Regions from separate parts of the Nothobranchius furzeri genome. Here region 2 is linked to region 1. Evidence: chromatin contacts called from public Micro-C data. All regions are on one chromosome and are shown on one strand. Each heading gives the region's core, a stretch centred on a gene start, on an enhancer-like site or on the middle of the called end of the contact. The rest is flanking DNA. Distances are from core to core; before and after follow the strand shown. Region 1 holds the start of sugct (succinyl-CoA:glutarate-CoA transferase). Region 2 holds the start of eci2 (enoyl-CoA delta isomerase 2).

Region 1 (5,725 bases), core at 878-3,377:
CCAAGGATCATGGTGGCAAACGGACCGGCCAGAACCCTGCAAACACGGTGCTGTATGAATACAGGACACCTACGTTCTACAGGACAGGTGTTACAGCCACACTCACCTGGTCAGGTCCAGGACCCGGACGCCCTCTAGTGGCCGAAGGCTTGCTGCAGCAGAGCAGAGAGGTGAGACATTACGGTAGAGCGGTGACGGGTCGGTCTCGAACGAACCGGCTCTGAGAGCCGGCTCTATGACGTGAACGCCGGGAGCCGGATCGTCATTGGGAGCCGTAACCCACCCCCCCACCCCCCACCCCGGTGAAAGCCACAGGCGATTGGTCAACATGTGCAACTGCGTGTCCAGACTGTCCACACACAGAGCAGTAGGGGCGGGGAAGAGGGAGGATCAGACTCGAACACACAGCAGAGCACATGCGGGTGGAGGAAGACGAGAGGGGAGGAGGAGGGGGAAAAGGGCGAGCGAGAGAGGAGAGTGCGACGAAGACGGTGAGAAAATGATCGCCAGCCGTCGGAAAGTTGACATTTCTTAAAGTGTTCAGTTAATAAATCCATAGAAATGATTAATATTAGATATATTGCATTTTTTTACATTAGTAAACCATTTACATTTAGTTTAGCATTATTTTGGTGATAAATGTTCTCTACGCATCAGAAAATCTGAGGAGCCACTTAGGAGCCGAAAGAGCTGGCTCTCTAAAAAGAGCTGGAATTCCCATCGTTAATGGGTCGGCCACCCGGTGTGGTTTCATCCTGTTCCTCTCAGCGTGATCCATCAGTTTGGCTTCTAAACAACTTTTACAATCACTCACACAGGCTTCTGCAGGCCACGTGTCACATTTGTTCAACTAGACCTGCATACATTAATAAAGGAATGTCGTCAGCGCAGAGACAACCCAGACTACCTGAAAGACGGGCCCATAAGCAGCTTCTACTTCACAAAAGTTCCCCTTTTCACAAATTATGAAACACGTTCACATTGTTTTTCTTATTGAATTTTTATGTATCTGAGATGTTTTAAACTTGGATTCAGATATTAAATAACGCGGGGTGTACAACATGGAATACAGTGAAATCCTTTTGGTATTACAGCCAATTGAATCAGCCGGTTTAAGGTTTCCCTGCAACGATGCTCAGGATCCAGCAGGTGTCAGTAGACCAACATAGTGATGCAGTCTGGACCCGCATCTACCCATCAGTACCGTAGTGTCCCACCCTGGTTTCTCTGCTCCAACACACCTGTTCAGCAGCTCGTCGAGTCCTGGAGAAGACTGTTAATCACCTGCTGAATAAAGCCAGGTGTTCTGGAGCAGGGAAACAACAAAACATACAGGATAGCAACCCTTAAGGTCCAGGGTTCCCTGTTTCTAGAGTTTTCTAACCTCCAACACACCTGATTCTAATCAGCAGGTGATTAACAGGCTTCCGCAGAGCCTGATGAGCTGCTGCACAGGTGTGATGGAGCAGAGAAAGCACTGAAACATGCTGGGTACCGGCCCTCCAGGTCCAGGACTGAGAATCACTGAACTAAAGGGGCCCAAACGGTCAACACAAAGGTACACTAATCTAAAATTTATATTATAAAAACACAAAATTATTTCATTGAGATTTTTTAATCTACATTGAAAATTGATCCTAAAAAGTTGAGAAGAGTAAGACTATGAGGAAGAAAATGTGATGGATGATGGACCTGGAGGACCAGGTTGGTGTTAACATCGTCAGCTTGACGCACCTGAACAAAGTTTAAACAGCTGATTAATATGATTAATACTAAATAGAGAAAGCTTTAGTACAGTTGTAAACATGCTGATTTATTTGACCTCTGACCTCTCGAGGGACGCCTCTAACCCTAACCTAATCCCAAATCCGAGAACAGGGGACTAATGTTAGCCTGCTAGCTGTAGCTCCGATGCAATACCTGTGTTCGGGTCCGACTTCCAGCGACGGCTACCCGGACTCTTCAACGGTTCCTTCCGCTGCAGCAGCGGCCTGAAACCGAACAGGCAGCGAGCCCCGAAACGGCGGCAAACCGTTCTGAGAGAAGCTAACATCCTAGCGGCCGTTAGCGAGAAGCTAACATCCTAGCAGCCGTTAGCATCAAGGTAAAGGCTACTTCCGGTCATCGCGTTTCAAAGTAAGGGTTGTTGAAGGAGAGGGTTTCGCTGTGATTTTTAAATAAATCTTTATTTGTAATGACACGTTGTTCTCAGAAGGAAAATATCAAGTAAACATGGTTAAAAGAAACACATTAATAATGTTTCTTCTCTAAAGTTAGTTTTAGATGTGGAATTTAAAATAAATGAAACTAAATCAAGGAGAAACTTGCTTGTCTTTTCTCAGCAGCCAAACATCTGGAAGATCTCTTCTAGTGACTGCATTTCTCTGTAGTTTTTATAAAAACAGAAGCAGCCAACATCTCTTTAATTTTGAGGGAAATGTGCTGGATAAAAGCTGATCAGCTTTAACGTTTGTGACTTTGGAGCAGAGAAAGAACCAGAATCGTGTTGGATTATAAATCATTTAAAATGACACCTGCGTCTGTTGTTAGACTAGATCTGCTTTTATTATTTCCTCTGAACTTCTCGTGCCAGCAATGAGCTCCAGTGAGGAGCGTTGAGGAAATGCAGATGTGTTTTATTTCTAACCTCTGGATTCAGATGATCCACTTCTTCATGTGCAGAACATTTGTGTTCACCTGGTGGTTTACTGGAAGATTCTCCCAGGAATCTTATGATTCTGATGGTTACACAGTACTGGCACTAGAGAGCGCCACATGAGGCTACTTATTTCTATAGTTTTATTTACATCAGGTTTTAATCTTTTGTTGGTCAAATATAAAGTTAATAATTTTAACTTTTTTTTTTCTATTTTAAAGCATAAACGTTATGAAGTAAGAATGACATCCTGTGGTCAAAGGTGGGTACTGCAGTCACATTTTTAAGGAAAAGGTGACTTTCTCGCAGCTGTTCCATGCGTTTCATGGCAGCAGACCAGTATGGATCAGCACCAGAACCTTCTCGTTGACAAAGACGAGTCATACGCAGTAAGCTGCCCCATCCCTTTGGAGTTCATTACCAGCTGAACTCAGGAACGGCAGTGGATCGTGTGTGTGTGTGTGTGTGCGTGTGTGTGTGTGTGTGTGTGTGTGTGTGTGTGTGTGTGGTACCAACAAACACGCAACAGCTGATTCAGTATTAAACTTGTTTATTACAGGAGGCTTTTCTGTTTATACACAGACATGTATTTGCAAAATACTAAAAATCGTTTCAACTCAAAGTACTAAAAAGTATATGTATATATATATTTATATGTACCCATGTTATAATAGTAATTATTGTGTCTAAAACAGTAAGGGGGCGGGGTCACTGAGGCTTTCTCCTCTTTTACACCAAAGTCTCTTCAGCTGCTGTCAGACTGAAACATCTCACAGCTGGATGTTCCTCCAGGTTTTCCTGCTAAATGACAGAAAACGTGCCAGGAAAGATTTATCCTCATTAAACTCTACGCTGCAGCACCTTTACTACGTCCGTTCTGAGCATATGGCAGCTGTGAGGAGGGCCTGCGTTCCTGCAGGCCCCGTGTGGCTCTGACAGCGGCCGTGAAGCAGCTGAGGTGTAAAGAGAGGGGCGGCGGTCCGATGTCTGGAAAAGTCCTGCGACTGTAGGTCCAGCACGGCTCACCGTCTGGTTGCAGAACGCTTGTATTGCATTTATTACACAATAAATAACATTAAGAAGAAACTTTGTTGTCTGTGCATTTTTCTCCTTGTGTATGTTTTGTTCCAGACGTTCCTGACGGAGCAGCTTTTGGTTTGACAACGGGGAAGGAAGGACCAGATTCCTAGTCCACCCCCCTACCCAGGTTCTACCAGACTCTTCAGACCCTCATCAGCCCCGCGTGGGCTCACTCAGCACCAGAATCTGGGTGCTCCTGAGCTCCAGCTCCACGAAAGACTCCAGTTCTCCAGAACCACAACCCTGCAGGATCTACAGCGCTCTGCAAAAGCATTCACACCCAGTGACCTGAGACACCCTAACCCACCCGTGTTCCTCATGGGGTCAGATGGACCCCAGATGTGTTTTTGAGGAGAGGGCACCACCTCACCTCTGCCACGTGTAGCCTGTCCTGGAGGGGTCAGCAGGAGGTCAAGACCAGAACCGTACGTGACTGACCAGCACTAAGTAGCACACACATGTGAAGTGGAATCCAACCCCACAGAGTCTCCTCATAAGCTCACCTGCTGTGGTTCTCTGGAAAACACATCATGCAGACCAAGAACTCAGCAGACGTTAACCTGCTGCACCCCAACCCTCCAGGACACGGTCGTCCACCTGAACTAGCAGACAAGAGACGAGAATTCTGCTCAGAGACGCTTCCAAGAAGACCACTCTGGAGAAGCTGCACAAGTCCACAGCTCAGGTGGGACACTCTGTCCACTGGACACTGGGAGTCACATCCTCCACACTCTGGCCTAGATGGAAGAGTGGTAAGGAGGCCGTTGTTGACAGACAGACATGAAAAGTCCAATTTGCAGTTTCCAGTAGACATGCAGGGGACACAGCAGGCACGTGGGGGACACAGCAGACACGTGGGGACACAGCAGGCATGTGGAGGACACAGCAGGCATGTGGGGGACAGAGTTGGTTAGGGAGGAGCTAAATCCTGGGAAGGAGAATCACCTTCCAGCAGGACAACAGGCTCCGACCCCTCCGGTCGGCTCCAGGTCCCTGAACGGAACTATACAACGCCCTGATTCACACCCGTACTCCAGCTGAGATGATGGCGTCGGTGGTGACGTAAGCCTGGTTCATGCTTCTCCGTCTGCGTCAGTGCGGAGACACTCAACACCATTATCCGTCCTTGCGTAGGGCTCCGGCAGCACGCAAGTACGTACGGAGTCGAGCCCACTTTTTTAAACATCCGTCGAATGAGACAGATTACGCAAGCTTGTGATTGGTCAGAACGCCGCTGTTGTTTACAGCGCCGCCATTGCAAAAAGAGCCGAGGATAACTAGCGGCAGACACGGAGAAGCTTGAAGAATACCTCGCGAAGAAACTCTAAAAATATGAACGTTTCATCTTCCCGTGACTGGAGGAGTGAAAAGATGCGCAGCAAGCGTTTTATTTGTGGACGGAAACGACAGGAAACGTGGGTTTAGAGGTGGGGAGCGCATGAAGAGGTGGGAGAATGAGAGACAAATATGTCCGTGTTAAAAGTCTCTTGTATACACAAAAAACACAATATAAACACACGATCTTGGACCGATACATGACAGGATACCACAGAACAGCGCTACGCCCTCTGTTGTCCTGGCGGGGAATTGCTTTGCAACGCTCTCCAGGAGACGGAGAAGTATGAGAGCAAAACGCTTCCGTCAACCCGTGCGTGTCTGTCCCTTACGGAGCTGACGGAGAAGCATGAACCAGGCTTAAGTCTGTCACACACTTTGAGATTCGTTAGCTTGTAAAAATTCATCAATCTGACGTGTCATGTATGACATCACAGCAGAACCTCCTCTCCCCCAGCGTCGCTGCTCCTGACCAGGTTTACGGTGGTGTTCTCCACCTTTAATGCTCCTTCTGTCGTCCTGGAAGAAGGATGAAGCTCGCTAAAGTCACGCCTCCCCTCCGTCTCTGGTTCCATGATGTCATATTGGCGAGACGACCCTAACGCCGACATGGTTTCACACAAAACCTACAACTTTTGCTCCTGTTGAAAATAA
Region 2 (5,725 bases), core at 2,624-5,123, 190 kb before region 1:
GATGCTGTCAATGAGGAGGAGTGCCACGCTTGGCCGTGAAGATAAGGTGGTCTCCAGGAAGTGAAGTGTGAGCAGAAGCTGGGAGGAGGAGGAGCAGTGGACGACGAGGAGGCGAGAAAGACAGGAACGCAGAACCGCCTCATCTGATCCAGCAGAGGTGGAGCAAGTGGAAAGACCTGGACACAGGTAGAACTTCAGCACGGTTCTGGACCAGGACTCAGATCTGAATCTGGATCCAGCTGTCTGACACCTGTGAGTGTTACCTGAGCTCAGTTTGCTATCCAGGATGCTGACAAGTCTTGACATGTCAAGACTGTAATCCGTGTCCACAAACACAACGTCCACCTCCAGACCACCGGTCTCCTTGGGCAGCACACAGCGACACAGCAGGTGGTAGAGCAGCTCTGTCTTACCTGGAAATAACATTCAGTCTCAGCCAGAGGTCACAGGTGAGTCTGAGCAGGTCACCTGGTGGGCTGCTGGAGACGTCACCTGTCCCCTCCGCTCCGTACACCTCCACCACCTCACCTGTCAGGTTAAACACAAACATTCCAGTCAGTGATACCTGGTCAGATAGCAGCATTTATTAGCTGGTAGGGAGTGGGCGTGGCTATTAACCGTGGTCAGGTCCTCCATTATCAGGGAACACACGAGGTTCAATGTCCTTCAGACAGCGCCGAGCGTCCAGACGAGCAAACAGCTGCAGAGACACATGGACATGGACAAAGTGTCCACAGGTTATCCAGATAACACAAACATCTTGTTATCCTTGGAGCCTGGTCCCAGATCACAGGTGTATGGTGGAGCCTGATCATCAAGAGCTTCATGTGTGAGGAGGAGGATCCGAACATCAGCTAAGATGAGATCCTAACAGAATAAACCCGTCAGTGATGAAGGACTTGCTGCCTCCTGCAGACGGCTGGGAGTCCCTGAACACAGGTGCAGAGGGACGTTTTCCGTCCTCCATGCTTAAGACATCGCGTTGACATTCTGCACGGGACAAAACTTCTTTGTGTGTGTGTGTGTGTGTGTGTGTGTGTGTGTGTGTGTGTGTGTGTACATTAAACGACTCATGACTGGACTGACGGTCATACTGGGACCCTGAGTCACAGTCTTGTAGACGGTAGATGGTGTGAGAGGAGTAAAGGAAACTATGTCAAACGTGAAAACGCCACTTTGAATAGGGGCGGGGCTTACATTTCACCTTTCCATTACCTATAATCCAGCTTTGGATCTCATTCCTACACAGCTTGAGTCTGGGTCGCACCCTCCTGCATCTAATCACAACTACTGCCACACAATGGAGGCTGTACTCATTATAGGTGGGGAGGGGGAGTATTCGGAGGTAGTTTCTGCTCGTTAGGCAACAACAGAGAGCTACAGCTGATAAGCTGGACTTTCCCATTTTCCAGTCAGAGTAAACAAAGCTCCCCGGATGAGAAGCTGCCATCTTCTGAACCCTTTCGGACTTTACTTGGCCAGCTCTTAGGGTTCTACAACCCCCCAGGGCGCTTCACAATCGTCACACCCTGGTGGGGATGAGCCATGGTGGAGCCACAGCTGCCCTGGGGCGGGCTGTCCCTCCGACCACCACCAGCAGGCAAGGTGGGTTAAATGTTTTGCCCAAGGACACAACGGCAGCTGTCTCTGGTCGGAGCAACCTTCCGATTATTGGACATTACAGCCTGGGCTGCTGAACTGTTCCGGTGATGGCGAGGACAAAGCTCGCTAGTTTCACACAAACCCGCATAACCCGCCAGCTTCAGACTCACCTGAGTTCCGCTTTCGCTCATTTCATCCTCCTCTTCCTCAGCTGTGGCGCAGATCTGTTTCTTGTCCGGTTTTCCGCTGCGCTAAACGACCCGTTATCGGTTTGTTGAAAACAGTTTTACTGACGCAGTAACCGTTTTCCCGCGCACCGGTGCATCATTTCCGACAAAGCTTTTCACAATAAGAGTATTAGAAAGGAAGTTGTGAATGGTCTTCAGAATAAAACTACTTTGATAATAAAGAAATAAATCTCAGCTAGTGAGTTCTAGAATGAAAGACTACATTTAGTTTTTAAATGACAAAACTGATTTCCCTCTTTCAGTTTCTCTATCATCTATCTATCTATCTATCTATCTATCTATCTATCTATCTATCTATCTATCTATCTATCTATCTATCTATCTATCTATCTATCTATCTATCTATATACATACATATATAGATATATATGTATGTATATATGTATATTTGTATAGATAGATAGATAGATAGATATTAGTATAGTAGTGTATTTACCCTTTAATCACACACACACACACACACACGCACAAGTGTGTGTGTGTGTGTGTGTGCCTGCTCTGTCTTCTCCATCCCCAGTGAGTCGTGGAGGATGGCTGCTTATACTGAGCCAGGATTCTCTGGAGGTGTCTTCCTGTTAAAAGGGAGTTTTCCTCTCCACTGTCGCTGCATGCCTTCTGAGGATTGCTGTAAAGACTCTGACACTAGTCAGTGACTCGATGCAAGCTGCTGGGTTCCTTATGTAGGAAACTGTTTACTGATTGGCTTAATGACCTGACCTGTGATGGACTGTGTGAAGGTCCTTGAGACGACTCTGGTCCTGATGTGGAGCTACAGAAATAAACTGAATTAAATTGAACTTTATTGTTCCCACAGTGGGGAACTTTCCTCGTTAAGGCACATATGCTTAGAGAAAAGGAACAAACACACATAATTAAGATAATTTCTTATTATTGAAACATTTGTGCAGAACTAGAACAGCAGACAGCAGAGACAGGACCACCAGGCTACAGCCGAGCCCGGATGTAGGGAGGGGCAATGCCCCCCCCCCCCCCCCCAACGCGATGACATGTAGAAATACCAAATTTCAAAAGACTTGATGAAAAAGGGTCAGAGTGCTCTCCTCTCGCTCTCCCTCATTCAAAGTAGCTGCTAATTGGTAGATGCATAGGGAGTTCAATGGGTGGAAGAAACCCGACCATTATTCTCAGTTATTTGTTCAGACTCCAGCTCATCATTAACCAGTTTAAAGTACAGCCATTCAGAAAGCAGACCAGACATACTCCTAGAGATTCAGCTGACACTTTATAGAATAAACATGATGGGACTTACAGTACATTTTTATGGATTCCAGCTCATTGTGGAATCAGTGGAAATGAAGAAGTTGATATGATGGCTAAGGAAGCTATAAATACTTCGGTTCAGTTAGATGTTCGATTTTGTCAGAAAGAGATGAAGAGCATAATAAGGCAATAAATGAAGAAAAAAATGGCAAAAACAATGGGAGGAGGAGAGGAGGGTAGATGGTTGTATAAAATTCAAAGAAGAGTAGGTGAAATGAGAAACCCTGGAAGGGTTAGGAGAGAGGAGGTGATCATTTCTAGACTAAGGTTTGGACATACTGGGTTAAACAATACATTATTCATGGTAGGGAAACATAGTACAGGGAAATGTGATTATTGTGGAGAAGAAGAAACTATAGTTCATGTTATATTACAATGTCGGAAGTATCAGGCAGGAAGAAGGACATTGATTCAAAATCTTAGTCAGATCAAACTGAAACTAGACCGTATTGATTTATTGAGACAGAATTCAAAAAGTGACTGTTTTCTGATTTTATTTCAGTTTTTAAAAGAGATAAGGATGTTTGGGAGACTTTGATGTATATATGTATTTGTATATATATGTGTATGTATGTGTGTGTATCTTTGTGTATATATATGTATTTTTTTTCTTTCTTTCCCCTGTTTGATTTTGTTTTATGAGCGCTGTTCCAGACCACACTCCACACTAGTAGGTGGCGGTAACGCACCATTCGTTGTTTGCCAACCGCCAATAAAACACCAGAAGAAGAAGAGGCACTAGGGAGGGTGTGGCCAGCCACTGCACTTGGTTCCCTGTCGTATCGCTCGCGAGTCTAGTTCATTAGTAGCGGTTAGCCTCTCCCGTAGCTGTTAGCCTCTGTGTTTACTCTGGTTCCGTTCTTTCTGCCGAACCTTGGACTGAGTCCTGGGTGTAAATGGCCGGCGTCGCCCAGAGAAGTGCTGCTGTGTGGCGCTTCATCAAACTTAGAAGGTAATGTTTGGAGCTTCTCGTTAGCTAGCTGCTGGAACGTGTGTTGTGTCGATATGAGTTCCCCCGTCGAGATCTGTCTCTTTTCCAGCCAGCTGCGGATTGGAACCATCCACTCACAATAACAACCATCACTCCAACCAAAACCCCGCTGTCACCAAAAGTTATGCTATGCATATTTATATTTATGAAATGACTGTTTAACACGGCTTTGTGTTTGCTTAGGGCTAGGGTCAGACTCGCAGTTGGGGGGGAGACAGACGGGGGAACTCATATCGACACAACACCTGTTAAGAACGTGTTTGGTGTTTTTGCAGTCGGGCCGGCGTTTGGTGCTTTAACGGGACAGCCGGTGTCGGTTAGAAGCGACCTTTGTCCCAGATCAGCTGATGACCTGGCGGCCATGGTCAAGTGAAGGTTGAACAGGTCTGAGATCAGCAGGTCCGCCCCCACACCTGCAAGAGTCTACCCAACAAGAGAACGTTTGTAGTTTTACTGTCAGCCTGATTAAGAATATTACTGGAATAAATGTTCACCTACAGCTGTGAGGAGGTTCTGGTCCATCTCAGGAGGAGAGCAGCGCGCTAGTGAGGACGGCATGCTGCTGAATCTGCTCTGGACGTTGTGGGTCGGTGGTTGGAATACTTCGACAACCTCCGTAATGTTTTCTTAAGCATACATACGGGTATTATTTTATCTGACTAAAGTCATGCAAATAAAAGATAATCGCACTAGCTTAAAAAGGTCACATGGTCAAAAGAATGAAAGATGGAGGTCTGACTCCCTAAAGGTCTTCAGAGTTGGAGCTTCTCCTCTCAGCTGATTGGATAAACCACCAGCGCTCCACACACGTTTCCGCCACTGGAAACTGATGCAGTCATGATCAAAAGTTTATGACCGTTTGGAAAAGGGCCAAAATCCTAATCTGCATGGTTGGATCTCAACAAGGTTCCAAGTAGAGCTTCAACATACAGCAACGTGGTTGGCTTGTTTCAGCGCTTATCGCTGATGAGGATGCAGTCGGACCGTCGTCTGGAACTTCCCCAGGGTCATGGAAGACTCGGTAAAGGTCTGAGATCAGCCTGGGGTGAGAGTTACAGCCAGTCTACACTCCAATCAGCTCCATCCACAGACTCCAGATCAGCGCTGTGAGTGTGCCTACTCCAGTTTAAAACAGTAATGCAGGTCGTCGGTTCAAATCCCAACGTCTGGCTTACTGCGTGGAGTTGGCACGTGTATGCAAGGGTTTTCTCTGGTTTCCTCCCACAGACCAAAAACAGGCACATTCAGGTCACCTGGAGTCTAGATGGTCCCTGTCGGTGTGACTGCTCGTCTCTGTGAACATCAGGAACCAGCAGGAAGTTCCAGGAAAATCTTTTTTTTTCTTCTGTCTGTTCAGATCCAGCGCTCCGAGTCTGACGTTCCACACCACCGCGGCTCCGATGGGTGAGTAGATCTACTTCACCCCAAAGTCTCTCAGCAGGTTCCTGCTGCAGGAAAGGTTGTAGTGTGTGTGTGTGTGTGTGTGTGTGTGTGTGTGTGTGTGTGTGTGTGTGTTCATAGGTGCCACAGTGGAGGAGTTTGAGGAGGCGAAGAGCAAACTTTCGACCATGAGGAGTGACCCGGGTAACGAGGTCAAACTAAA

Evidence for each region. A called contact is a pair of places that touch in the nucleus more often than the background predicts.
Region 2: a Micro-C map of tail fin shows a contact between it and region 1, with 8 times the contacts expected there. The contact joins the promoter of eci2 here to the promoter of sugct in region 1. A contact is called at or near these places in 2 of 2 Hi-C or Micro-C datasets (skeletal muscle and tail fin).

The regions. Positions count from the first base shown.
Region 1 is chr7:64,381,880-64,387,604 of NfurGRZ-RIMD1, reverse strand. It overlaps sugct (succinyl-CoA:glutarate-CoA transferase), which reads right to left and starts at 2,127. Exons shown (of 16, transcript XM_070553531.1): 1 at 1,921-2,127; 2 at 107-152; 3 at 1-36. The coding sequence starts at 2,053.
Region 2 is chr7:64,575,428-64,581,152 of NfurGRZ-RIMD1, reverse strand. It overlaps eci2 (enoyl-CoA delta isomerase 2), which reads left to right and starts at 3,873. Exons shown (of 11, transcript XM_070553534.1): 1 at 3,873-4,083; 2 at 5,480-5,526; 3 at 5,644-5,725. The coding sequence starts at 4,028. It overlaps xrcc2 (X-ray repair complementing defective repair in Chinese hamster cells 2), which reads right to left and starts at 1,926. Exons shown (of 6, transcript XM_015941199.3): 1 at 1,773-1,926; 2 at 619-700; 3 at 493-528; 4 at 264-413; 5 at 1-176. The coding sequence starts at 1,793.